Regions from separate parts of the Oryctolagus cuniculus genome. Here region 1 is linked to region 2. The links are chromatin contacts, called in public Micro-C maps. All regions are on one chromosome and are shown on one strand. The core of a region is the stretch at or near the end of the contact, and the rest is flanking DNA. Distances in the headings are between cores, read along the strand shown. Region 1 holds the start of REV3L (REV3 like, DNA directed polymerase zeta catalytic subunit). Region 2 holds the start of TRAF3IP2 (TRAF3 interacting protein 2).

Region 1 (7,021 bases), core at 1,638-4,137, 130 kb after region 2:
TATCTGGTATCAGAGTGCCTGGTTTGAGCCAGATTATTCTGCTTTTGATCCAGCTTCCTGCTGATGCACGCCCTTACAGGCAGAAGTGTTGGCCAAGTACTTTGGTTCCTGCCACCCATGTGGGAGGCCTGGATTGAGTGCTTGGCACCTAGATTCATCCTGGCCTAGCCCCAGCTATTGTTGGCATTTGAGGAATGAACCAGCAGAAAAGCAGGAAGCTCTCTGGCTCTTTCTCTTTCTCACCACCTTTCAAATAAATGAATGGATAAATAAAACATCACTTATTTTTAAAAAAGATTTATTTGAGAGGCAGTTACAGAGACAGGGAGAGAGAGACAGGAAGGGCCTCCTATCTGCTGGTTTAGTCCCCAGATGACCACAAGGCCCAGAGCTGGGCTGATCTGAAGCCAGGAGCTTCTTCCAGGGTCTCCCACATGGGTGTAGGGGCCCAGGCATTTGCCATCCTCCCTCGCTTTCCTAGGCCATTAGCAGGGACAGACGGGAAGTGTAGCAGCTGGGATTTGAATCCAGTGCTCATATGGGATGCTGGCGCTGCAGGTGGAGGCTTAACCTACTATGCCACAGCACCAGCCCCTAAATCAATCATTTAAAGAAAGAAATCACAGGTGGGTTTGCTAACAATATGGATTTCTGGCCCATAATTCAATATGGGCCAATACTAAATTTTGAAGAACACCCCAGGTGCCATAGAACATTTTGAGAATCACTGGTAGTGTACATCTAATATTTTATTTTGCAATTATTTTATCAGAAAATGCATTTTAGCATAGTAGTCATGTTTTAAAATCACTTCCACAGCCTTCTAAAATTTCAAGTCAATTTAAGAGACTTTCATCTCTTTAAACTGTTATTAGGTGATTTCCACTATATTAGCAGAAAGCTTGCCACCTATGTTTATAATCATGCTCTGAGGCTAAAACCTGCAGGCTAATTTACTGTGGTAATCAGTCTCCAATCCCTGGGAGCCCAGGTTCTTATTAGCATTTATATATTATAGAATTTATACTGATTCTCTCAGTGAACTGCCCCTTAGAGTCTTTCGATTTTCTTATTTTAAGACCCACAATGGTTCCAACTGAGCTTTCTCACGGCTTCAAATGCATGGCACCCCAGTACACATGAAAATACCCCTGTATTCTACACCAGCGTTGACCAATCCTCTGTGCTTGGGATAAACAACGGAATGTCAAAAAGACCTAATTCTGTGACACATTTCCAACATTAACTCACGGTTTCTGCCTCTGTCTGCTTAAATCTTGCTGATGGGAAGAAACCTTTAAGGATTTTAGCTTTTAAGAGAAATCTTCCCGTTTTATACATGAAAACACTGAGGCCCAAAGCAGCCAAATTAATCGTCGAAGGTCACGCCTAGGGTTCGTGACCCAGACAAAAAAAAAAACAAAAAAAAAAACAAAGAACAAAAACAAAAAACCCCCTCGGTTCCGAATTTCAACAGCAGCCCCCTCCCGTTTTTAAATTCCCTAACTGCACCCCTTCACGCTCTCCATTTCTGAGCTAACTTGTTTCGTCTAACGGTCTCTGCCCGGCCCCTTTCACGCAGCTGCCTTCGGGCGGTGAAACATTGCACAACGCAGTCAGTCACATCAGGCGCCCACGTCAGCCGCGGTGACTTTCACGGGCCTCGTGCTTGGGCCAACGCGCTCTCCGCCAGGCTCTGAACGCCACATTCCGCAGGGGGAGGCGGCGCGGGGCAGGTCGCCGGGAGCTGACAAGTCCTGACATGTACCCGCGCGTGCCCGGGCGCAGAGCAAGGAAGGACACGGCGGCGCGAGCGCGAGGGAGAACACCACGGGGGTGGGGAATCTGCGCGCCGGCTCTGCCAAGCCTGGCAAGGCGGAGGGGAGCCGCGCGTGAATAAATCTCACGAAGCGGCCAAGCGCGGGCACCGCATCAGCGAGGGGGAGGAGGGGCACGGCGGCCCGCGAGGCGGTCAGGGAAGGGAGGCGGGCGGGGGAAGGGCGCCAGGGCGGCCCTTTTATAGGCCGGGGCCCGTGCCCGCGCGCGCGCGTCCCCGCCTTCTCCCCCCTCCCCCCGCAGCCCCGGGCAGCGCGCGCGCGCAGCCGCCGCGTTACCTGACAAGGGCCGGCTGCGTCCGCGCCCGGCCCCGCCCTCTCTCCCGCGAGGCCGCGGCGGCACGAGATCTGCGCCTCGCCTCCCTCCTCTCGCGGGCGGGTTTTCTTACCTTGTGAAAAATCGTCTGTGCGGTTGCCCCCGCCTCCTCTGCAGGATATGAAATGGCGGCCGGCGAGGCAAGCGGGAACGTCGCCGCTCCGGCCAGGCCCACAGAGCCGCCTCAACGGCCCTGAACACTGGGTGCCCCCACCCCGCCCCCTCTCTCCCGCGAGCCCTCTCGGTGTCCATCCATGACATCGGTGCTCCACCGCCCCTCTCCCAGGTGGCCTTGCCCACCGGCCGAGTCATCGATCCCTTGCGCCCGACACGGGCCCTGCTTTCCGCCAGCCTCCTGCCCAGGGGCGGGGGAGAAAACACCTTCTCGCCCCCCTCCCCACCCCGTGTCCCGCCCAGGCGCCCGCCCCGCTCCCTCCTCCTCCTCCCGCCGCACCCCTCCCCCCCTACTACACACAGCCCTCCCTGCGCTCCACACACACGCACTCCCCCCGCCCCTCCCCCAGTGGTTGCGTCCGTGACATCATCATCATGGCAACAAGAACTGCAGCCTGGGACCGAGGCGCCCGTGTGATTCCCGGCGACGGCGGCAGTGGCGGCAGCACCACGAGCACCGACGATAGCGCCAGGGCTTCTCTCCTGCTGCCCCTCGCCGGGTGCTCCTGAGGGGGCGCCCGCAGCAGCAGCAGCAGCAGCAGCAGCAGCGCCTACACCGCCCCGCCCGCCGCCGCCGCCGCCGCGCCTCTCGGCGTCTGTGTGTGACGGGAGGGGGCGCCGCCGCCGCCGCCGCTGCGGAGGGAGCCGCCGCTGCTACTGCCGCTGCCAGGTCGCCAGTGAAGGGGAGGCGGTGGCGGCGGCGGCAGTGAACATGTTTTCAGTGAGGATAGTGACTGCCGACTACTACATGGCCAGCCCGCTGCAGGGGCTGGATATCTGCCAATCCCCCCTCACCCAGCTCCCTGTCAAGAAGGTGCCGGTGGTGCGAGTCTTCGGAGCGACCCCGGCAGGTAAGCGGGCGCGGGGCGCGAGCGGGAGCCGGAGCCGGAGCCGGCGGGGCGCCCGGGCCGCCCTCCCCGCCGCGCACACGCGCGCACGCCGCTCTCTGCATGGATCGCTGCCGCCTCTTCCTCCTCTACCGCTTTCCTCGCCTTTCCTCTCGTGCGTGACTAGAGGCGCAAAAATTTGGGTTCGCGTGAGCGCCTCTCCTCCCCACCCCCCCAGTTCCGGCTCCCGGCGGGGAGCGCCTAGTGTTTACACTGCGACCGGCGGCGGGGAGCTGGAGCCGCACTCGGGGTCGCGGGCGGGGCGAGCACCGCTCTCGCCCGGGAGGGTGGGCCAGGTGGCCGCGCCAGGGCCTCGCCGGACGGGTTGCAGCGAACTGGGTCGCCGGTGGGACTCCCGCACGCCCCCTGCGTCTCCCCAAGTGCCCTCTTTCTGGAAACGGCTCTAGGAGAGGGGAAGTGTCAGTCGCGTGTGTTTTCAGGCGCTCCCCGTCGCCTCCTCTCCCCCGCGCCCTCCTCTGCGCCTTCCGGAGCCGCGGTGGGCTGCAGAGTGGCGCCGGGGGCCAGGTCGTCTTCCTCGGTGGGGGGAGCGCGTGACCCTGCTGGTGAGCGCAGGTCGCGCCTCCTCGGCGTCCGGGGACCCGGCTCGCAGGGAAACGAGCGTCTGTTGGCCGCCGCGTCCATCAGCACACCTGATAGGGACGATTGATTAGGGCCCACGGTCAAACTCAGCAACGCGGACGTTTGGCAAGCACCCGAGGCTAGGTTGTGGCATCACGTTTTAAACACAGGTGTATATATGTCTTTTTTTTGTAAAGAACTCTTTTGAAAGAAGGGGTGTAGTGAGGAGACCACAGTGACAGAAGCGACGTTCTCAGAAGCTCTTGGGACTTTTTGATGCTAGCAGTAGGATAATGACCACATTTCCACGTCTTTAAGTTGTTTTGCTCTGCCACACGCTTTGAACCGCGCACTGGAGAGAATGGAGCTGCCTCCTAGGAAAGGATGCTCTTACCTCTCGCTGTGTCGCGCCCAATGGGATTTAGAGAGCGTTTCCCACTTGATGCTCCGTACCCTCATCACCATTCATCTTACTACTCCAGCCGGTTTCTGTGGCCTGCTCAGATAATGGCACTTGCCCAAACACAAGCACGCCTTCCAAGCAGTTATCTTTGAATGTGAATTCTCTTTGTTAAAAATGTCAGTGTCGTGAGTGAGATTTGGTAACATATTCTTTTGTGAAATACTGAGAAAGATTTTGATGCTGTGAATCTTGAGAAGATGGGGAAATTTGCTGTTAACAGGTTGTGGAAAATGTAACACTTGAAACTTTGAAGTGTGGAAAATGGAGGCAATTGATGTTTGACGGATAGGTTTTCTGCACTTTTAAATATATAGTGATGCTGTCTGTTTTTCCAGCTGGAATTTGAGTGTGGTATCCTATCTGTTCTCACTTCAAACACAGAGGAAGAATAAGATAGTGAAGTTGATACACCTCTGGTCAGCCAGCTTTCCATATTATAAAGTTATATACTGATAGGACATACTGTGATATTTCTACATTTACAGCTTGTATGATTTAATTTTGTACACTAGTATGCCCCTCAGTGAATTTCAAGCTCTGTTTTATGAGAAAGCTAACCTAATCCCATTATGAGAGAGAATATTCCTTTAAAAATAAACAGGATTTACTTATGTGTTTTAGTGTTTTTTAAAAAAATGATGAACTGTTCCATGCATGATAAATATTTATTCTCTGTTGACCATTTTACAATAGATTATCAGCCCCTCCCTTAAAACAGAAGCCCATATTAGTTTGTTTTGTGGTTTTTTGTACATACTTTGAAATGTTTCATAGATGAATCAAGACTTTTTTGTGCGTTCACTGAAAGAAACTTAATACAGGGAAACCCAGACTTCAAGTTATTAAAGATTATAAAATTGAATTTGCTGTGTAGTTCACAATTTAAACGTCTCATTTGTTCAGAGAAAAAATTTCAAGTCCCTGTCATACATTTAGAGTTTATAACTTTCATGAATCAAGTCAGTATTTTTAGCATGTCAGGAATTCCCGGTGAAATTGGTATTAATATAAACAAAAACTTCAGAATTACCTGCTTTTGAATGCTCTCCCCATGAAAACTAGTCCAGGCCATTCAGTAAAATAAAATTTCAAAGTAATTAATGAAAAGGCCAGTCTGTCTTAGTAAAGTCTGAATGCTAAAATTTTTAAAGAAGACAGGTTTATTATTTGAAGATAAAAACTGTTTGTGTTGATTAATAAGTAAAATAAGTCATAATAAACCTATACACATGAAGTACCGTAAACATGTCTTACGTAGATATACTTGAAGGAGCAAGTTTTGGAAATCCTTATTAGTTCTTTACCTTGTTTTAGAGAAAAGGTCTTTTTAAACTGAGCATTACAAATGAGATCCTGAAAAATGGAAGAAGTTTTCTTGCAAATAATGTGGCCATTCCTGAATTATAAATTCTGATCTAATTGGATTCATTAATTAAGTTTTTCTATTGTATGAAAAATATTTTTCTGCTTTAGAAAACAGTCCAGTTGACTTCTGTTTGTTCTGTGTTTTGAGGACTTAAATAATTGCAAGGAAGAAAGAAAGAATCTCATGGTTTAAAATCTCCCATATCTTGAGTGGTAAAATTTGAAAGATTATTTTTCAAAGTGGCATATTCACATTTGAGTGGTAAATCCTGATAGACTGACTTAATCTCTTGCTGACTGAGGGTATTGATTCCTGAGAGAACCTTAAATTTTCTCATGTGAGAAGTGGAATTATTTAAAAAAAAAAAACCTGTAAAACCCTTTCCTGCTTTTCTTTAACTCATTTTAAAAATATCTTGAGCATTGTTTTGATACAACTGTTTCTTGAACGACATCATTTGTAGAATACATAGTTAATATTTTCTTTTGTAAGGACATTTTGGTAACTTGGTTTAGTGGGGGGAAGCAAGGTTATCGATAAAATAGAGGTGAGTGTTTTTTCACTTAGATTTAAGTGTGGATGGGACTGTTCAGAAAATTCACTTAAAATCCTGAGGATTCCTTGTGAGGACCTGACTAAGATGAACTTGGGAAGCTGTCCAGTTTCCACATCTCAACTCTTGCTTGATGGAACTCACTTCCTGCTGAACTTAGATAACTCTCTGGGTTTTCTCAGCATAAGGTTAAACAGAATTATCTTTTCAAAAAGTATTACTTCTGAGATGCAGAGAAGGAGTAATCAGAGAAGTGATGTCCACGAAGCAAATAATTAAACCAAGTAGATCAACCAGACCATAGAGGGAGCTGCTTGACTTGAAGATTATGTAAGGAACTCTGCTACTCTTAGCTCTGAATTCCTTCAACTCAGTATTTAACTCTTAAACATTACATGAAATTTTCAACGTAAGAAATTGGCGATTATGAAATTCACTATGTTTATGTTGTTGCTTATGCAAATTATATACTTATTCTTTATATTTTACAAAATTACTATAATAAATTACCAGAAGGGCCTCACTTTTTTTTTTTTTGGTTTGTTTTGGTAAATTGAAAAGAGCTGTATCAAAAACTTAGATTACAATAAAATTTCTCTAGTAAAAGATTTATCTACTTATACCTCCCCGGTTTTTGTTAAACCATTGAAAAATATTTTAAGATCACATACCTATTACATTATGATTGTTAGAGATTTTCAGAAACACCAGGGAGATTTAACGACTCTTCACCAACAAAATCAGTCACCTTTACTTAGTAGGTACTTGAAGCCCTTAATAGCAGATTTTGTTAGCTTCCTATATTTGTTTAAAATCACAATCAGCAAATTAGAGGCTTAAGCAGGAGC
Region 2 (6,511 bases), core at 1,615-4,114:
GGAAGACCTCTCTGTCTCTACCTCTCTCTGTAACTCTGTCTTTCAAATAAATAAAATAAATCTTTAAAAAAATTTATTGTGAATCTGGAATGTGGAAGAAAAATGGTGAACATTTTTCGTGCTTTACAAAAAGTTAATGGGACAATGTCCCCAAAGAAATCCCCAGTTTAGAGATATATGACTCTTTTAAAGAGAGACCAAGATGATGTAAGGATGAAGCCCCCAGTGGTAGACCAGGCACATCAGTCTGCAAAGAAAAGATCGTTCCTGTTCATGTCCTAAGAATAGGACAGAAACAACGGCCAACATCATAGACAGCTCAACTCATTTAGCTTGTACAATTCTGGCTGAAAAATGCAAGTAGAGCAAACTTTCTGCCTGGTGGCTTCCCAAATCATTGTGCCCTGGTCAGCTGCAAACAGGAGCACAGCTTTCAATGCAAATTTTTAAAAAGATTTTATTTATTGATTTGAGAGGCAGAGTTACAGATAGAAGGAGAGACAAAGAGAAATCTTCCATCTGCTGGTTCACTCCCAAAATGGCTGCAATGGCCAGGACTAGGCCAATCCAAAGCCAGGAGCCAGGAGCTTCTTATAGGTCTCCCAAGTGTTTGGGCCATCTTCCACTGCTTTCCCAAGAAATAGCTGAGAGCTGGATCAGAAGAGGAGCAATCAGGACAAGACCTGGCACCCATAAGGGATGCTGGTGCCACAGGTGGAGTGTTAGCCCACTAGGCCACAGTGCCAGCCCCTCAATACACATTTTAAACAAGTGGGATCAGGATCCAGAAGCATTTCTTTGAATAATTATAAAAAGAGGTGAATCCAGGCTTTACCAGTAATACCCTGACGACAAAGCATAAGCAAAGCAACGGCTACTGAAAGATGGAAATAGTCAAAGCACAAGCAGATTGTCAAGAGTCACAGCAGCAGGTTTTTTTGGACTCAAGGCATTTTGCTTGTTGACTTTCTAGAAGGTCAAAGAATGGTGACATCTACTTATCAGAAGTGATTTGAAGGGGCCGGAGCTGTGGCGTAAATAGGTAAAGCCCCTGCCTGCAGTGCCAACATCCAATACGGGCACTGGTTTGAGTCCTGGCTGCTTCACTTCTGATCCAGCTCTCTGCTATGGCCTGGGAATGCAGTAGAAGATGGCCCAAGTTCTTGGGTCTCTGCACTCATGTGGGAGACCCAGAAGAAGCTCCTGGCTCCTGGCTTTAGATCAGCTCAGCTCTGGCCATTGTGGCCATCTGGGGAGTGAACCAGTGGATTGAAGATTGACTCTCTCTCTCTTTGCCTCTGCCTCTCTGTAACTCTGCTTTTCAAAAAAAGTGATTTGAAGAAGCTGGCCAAAACTGTAGCAGAAAAATGCTTGGGAAAGCTTCATCAGAGAGTTGCTTGCCACCACAATAATGCTCTGGCTCATTCCTCTCATCAAATAAGCACGATTTTCCAAGAGTTTAAATGAGAAATTGTTAGGCATTCACCTTACTGTCCTGGTTTGGCTACTTCTGACTTCTTTTTGTTACACACACACACACACACAAGCACACACTTTAAAGGGCACTCATTTGCTTCCAGTCAATGGTGGGAAAGACTGCTTCGGGACAAATTCTCAGGACTCTCAGCTCCTTAGGGATGGACTAACTGGCTGGTATTATTGACAAAAATGTCTTGAAGTTGGTAGAGTTTATGTTGGGAAATGAAGTTTATATTTAAAATTTTTATCTTTCCATTCCATTTTCCCTGAACTTCCTGAAGTCCCCTCATAGTCTCCTACTTTTAGGACATAGAAAACCTGACTCACATGTCCTTGCTGAGCCCCGTCGGGTGGGGTGCTCTAGGGAGTGTTTTGCACATGAGGGTGGAGACTGAGCCAGCTCAGGGAGCTGACCCTCAGAGTTCCCCAACAGGCAGACAAGTTCAGCCCCAGGAGCACCGCAAGTGGCCCAGTGCCACGGCTGGGTTTGTACCTCCCTCGGTCTCCCTCCAAAGCGCCTGGCACCTGTGCTGCCTTCCATGTTAGCCATCTTCACGTCCCCGCGCATTGCTGTGGTATCAGCCTGCTCCCAGCAGCTCTTCCGCATGATAAATCCCGTAGGGTTTAAACAACGAGGTTGTGGAAGATGCAGCCAGGGGCCCCAGGGCCTGAGCAGTGGGTTAGGCTGCTGCCAGTGATGCAGGCATCCCATATGACCACCAGTTCGCGTCCTGGCTGCTCCACTTCTGATCCAGCTCCCGGTTCATGTACCTGGGAAAGCAGTGGAAGATGGTCCAAGTACTTGGGGTTCCTGCCACCCACATGGAAGATCCTGATGGAGATCCAGTCTCCTGGCTTCAGCCTAGCGCAGTCCTGGCTGTTGCGGCCGTTTGGGGAAATAAATCAGCAGATGGAAGATAGAGAGCTCGCTCTCTGGCCTTCTCTCTGTAACTCTGCCTTTCAAACAAATAAATCTTTAAAAGAAAAAATGAAGAAAGAAGAAAAATGCCGCCAGGGGAGGACTCTGTGTGTGTGTGTGCCCGTGAGCAGTGTGGGAACACAGGCAGTGAGTCCCCCGTCCACGGTTATTGGAGCAAATGCTGGTGTTTTAAGCAGTCCCAGGAGACAGAAAGAAGCTCTAGCGACACACCCCTCCCCAGTATCTGCCCCATCTCCTCGGGTCCTGGAGACACCTTCTCAGGCCACGGCCCCTCCGTCACACCACGGGCCCCATATTCCTCCGCAGCCTCTTAGCTGGGTGGTGACATAAAAAAAAAAAAACACACACACACACCAAAAACGCAGCCTTATTGGCCACTGGCCCTCTCTAGTGAACGCAGGAGGTTTCTGTTTTAAGAAATAAAGTGACTCCTCGCCCGTTGATTCACTGCCCACAGGGAGATTTTGAGCCGAAGCTTCCTAGCCTCCGTAGAGATTTGCATACAACTTCCACTTCCGGCTTCAGATCCTGCTCTTCAACTTACCTGGGCCTGGGGAGGGCGGAGGGAGGCACCTGCCGCGGAGAACCTGGAGAGGCCGACGACCCTGGGGCCCCGGGCTGTCCGGCCGTGGCGGTTCTAAGGTAAGTTTACCCGGCTTTGCTGCGCGCCGGCCTGATTGCTTCACCACTGACCCATTTTCCAAAACGCTGTCTTTTCTCCTCTCTTGAAACGTTCCGCCTTCCTGGCCTCTGCCTACCGCCCCTGCCGGCCTTGAAACTTCACTTGTTCGTGCGGAGAGCGGCTGGGGCTGGGAAAATGACAGCTGACTCTGTGCTTCGGGAACGTGCCGCTGGTTTAGGGTTCCAGACGGGCCAGGCGCGATGAGCTGTTTGGGGGAGAGGAGGCACGCACGCCGGTACTTTTCAGAGCTGCCTGGGAACCATTTGTTTAGGTACTTGGTGTCCCCACAAGTTTCGAGCAAGAAATCAAGCCCCATTTCTCCGAGGAGGGAGCCAGGGATGGCAAGGATTAAGTCATTGGCTTCCAGCCTCAGAACACGTCAGCCAGCGGCAGCCTGGGAAGGAAAACTCCCAGATTTTCTCTATCCCAGTTTCCTGCGGGGGTGGGGGGGGTTTTAAAAAAAAATCAACATGACATTCTTGGGCCAGGAAGTTGCGAGCTGCCTCCCGGGCCTCTCCCCCGCAGCCCCCACCCGCCTCCCAAGCAGCGGTCCAGACCACTGCTGGCGCTAAAAGCAACCAGCGAAGGGGATAAATGCTAGTCCTTGACCTTAGAAGCTGATCAGGCTTCCTGGGAGTTTCAAGTTCAAGGTGGTCTTGTGGATTAGGAGGCTATTATTATTATTATTATTATTTTAAAGGAACTGGAGGAAAGAGGCCAAATAAATAATACAAAGGAAGACGAGAAAGTTGGTTTCAAGTTCTTGCTCCACTCCTTGGAGTGCCATGACTTAGGCAATTGATTTTGGCTCCTGGAGCCTGGATTTCTTCATAGTCAAGTGTTTGGGGGCAGGGCGGGTGGAGGGTGAACTCACCAGGTCTAAATTCTCTTCTAACAAAACAAGGGTAAGGTACTCCCGGAGGGGTAGCCGTAGTGGGTGGTCTTAGAAGATTGTTTTGTTCGCTGATAATTCACCTATATAAATTTTACGTCCTGCTACCAGTTCGTTAGCCCGTGGAGGAAAAGGACTTGGTTCCTTCGTACTTTTCTGCCCTCCCTGCACCCCTCCCCTCAAGCCAGCACCCATCAAAGGCCTCACAGGGGCTCTGCCTCCTCCTGACTTTCTGCTCTCCAGGCCAAAAGCTGGAGCGAGGCACGGGGGCCCAGGCAAGTCACCCGGGGCCCGGCTGCCTTGACTGTAGGCACCAGTGTTAGTTCTGGACAATAATGGAGAAAACCAGGGATTTCTTGAGTTAGTTCACATCCTATTTGGGTTACCCAGGAAGGAAGGATCGTCCCCACACATTTGCTACCAAAATCAACATGGGCCAGAGAACTGGCAGGCACCCCGGCTCCGGGAGCCAGCGTTGCCCGCTCCTCAGGAGCTGGAAACCACCCCTGCCCCAGCAGTCAGTGTGTGGGGGCCTTTAGCGGGATGGGAAGGAAACGGTGAGACACATGCTGACCCCTCGTGAGGGTGATGACTGTGACGAGATGCATCATTAGAGGGCGTGTACATGGACTTCTTAACCTTTTCCAAAGCACCACTGTGTTTTTTGCATGGCTGTTGCTTCCTTGGGATGATTACTCGCTGTCAGTCCAGGCTCTAGCTGATGGGTGGGGCTGGTGCAGGGCTTCAGAAAGGCTAACCTGTTTCTGTGGGGGGTATCAAGACCCTGCTGTGGCCTTTCTCTATCCCCCCACCACCATCCCGCGATGGGAGAAGCCAGCAATGGCAAGATATTTTCAATGCGATGAGTTCCTGGTTTTACTTTCAAGTAAGGACGCAGTATTTTCTGAAATCAGGCTAGTTGTTGGGTTGCCAGCCTAGCTTTGATCCACAAAAGCCACCCCAGTCTTTGTTCATGGGGGGAGAGGGGGGAGGTGGCATGGCACCGTTACTCTGCTGCGTGGGCTGCTGAGGCTGGGCATGGTACGCTCAAGTCGGGGAGAAAGATTCTTCACTCAGGGCTATGCATTTTCGGAGGGTGCTAAGATGGCAAGAGTTAATGGCTGCTTCTCCCAGGATCAAGGAGTTAGTGACTTTCAGATGCTCTGAAAATTAAAAGAGGAGGAGGAGGCAGTCATATTCGTGGGCGCTCTTTAATAGGCACTCAGAAAGATAGATCATGGCAAGGTAGTTTGTCTAAATTAAATCTACGTTTTGCCCCTCCCAGAATGGAAATCTCAGAACTATCCTGGATTCAAATCATTTTCCTGCTGCAGGCAATTTTAGATTAGTCTTGAAAAACACATGCGGATTGCAGGCCACCGCAGGCAAGTCCAGGAAAGGGGGAAAGAGCACCAGGGAGGCACATGCAACTGTACATTCCTTCCAGGCCCAGGGAAGTGACCCCTACTGTTTGATCGCATTTCCTTATCCAAACAATCTTGCAGCCTTTCCCTGAGAAAGCATCTGAGGGTTGGAAGCCAGAAGCTGTCCCCGGGGCCTCTCCTGTTTCTTCCCAGTGCCTTGTCACCAAGACATTTTTACTTGGTGAAACCCAGGCTGTCCTGTCTCCCTCCCACATTCTTTGTGTCTCGTGCCCGGAGGCCTCCCAGGAGCCCACATGTGCTCGGCTGGCTGGCTGGCTGCTCAGCCCACCCTGTGCCTGTGTGTGTGTGTGTGTGTGTGTGTGTGCGCGCGCACGCGTGTGCGTGTGTGGGTGGGTGGGTGGGTGCACACTCTGGTGTGCGCGCGCATACGTTGCGGGAGACCAGAATTGTAAACTGGCCGGGAAAGGGTGGGTTTTCACCCACGTGGCGGCGCTCAGAGCTGGGCCAATTGGCCTGGTTCCCTGATAAGGCAGCTGAAATCAAGCTATTTGGGAGGAAGGGACTGACTGGAGCCCCCACCCCGCAGGCCCAGGCTGCCTGGGGTCTTGGCAGCTCCTCCTGCGATGAGGGAAACTTGGCAGCTTCTGCCTCATTGTTTTCCTGAGCTCAGGATTCCAGTATTTTCCTTGCTCCCCTCCTAGCGTCAAGGTTCCCCCTCCCATCGCTGACCTCTCTTCCTACCCTGAGCTGTTCCCGGCCCTTCTTGGCCACCGGCTTAGCCTAGAACACACTTGCCTTTCACCTGCATCCGTTCCTTCCCTTCCCACTGCCCTTCTCAGACCCAAGGAGATACCCAAATTCCACTACAAAAAAAGGCTCTCTCCAAATCCCTACCTAGGGCAGTAAAAACTTCAGGGTCTCCCCAGGTTCCTTACTTGTCTCCCCTTCCACTCTCTTCTCCTCCTTTCCCTCCCTTTTCACCCCTTCCTCTTCTCCCCTGTGCGGCCTGGACTGAATTAGGGATGAAAAATGTGTGCTGGGAGAGACCCGTCTTATCTGAAAAAAGAAAATAAAACGATGACAGCGCGGAACCGTGGCCTGTTCTGAGGTTGTTCTCCAAATGCTTGCTACAG

Evidence for each region. A called contact is a pair of places that touch in the nucleus more often than the background predicts.
Region 1: a contact with region 2 is called in a Micro-C map of ear pinna, with 5 times the contacts expected there. The contact joins the promoter of REV3L here to the promoter of TRAF3IP2 in region 2. A contact is called at or near these places in 2 of 6 Hi-C or Micro-C datasets (ear pinna and an unstated tissue).

Annotation. Positions count from the first base shown.
Region 1 is chr5:60,114,353-60,121,373 of mOryCun1.1, forward strand. It overlaps REV3L (REV3 like, DNA directed polymerase zeta catalytic subunit), which reads left to right and starts at 2,888. Exons shown (of 33, transcript XR_011388583.1): 1 at 2,888-3,176. LOC127493250 (spidroin-1) reads right to left here and starts at 3,039. Exons shown (of 5, transcript XM_070074923.1): 1 at 3,016-3,039; 2 at 2,225-2,979. The coding sequence starts at 3,039.
Region 2 is chr5:59,982,526-59,989,036 of mOryCun1.1, forward strand. TRAF3IP2 (TRAF3 interacting protein 2) reads left to right here and starts at 2,865. Exons shown (of 9, transcript NM_001270479.1): 1 at 2,865-3,061.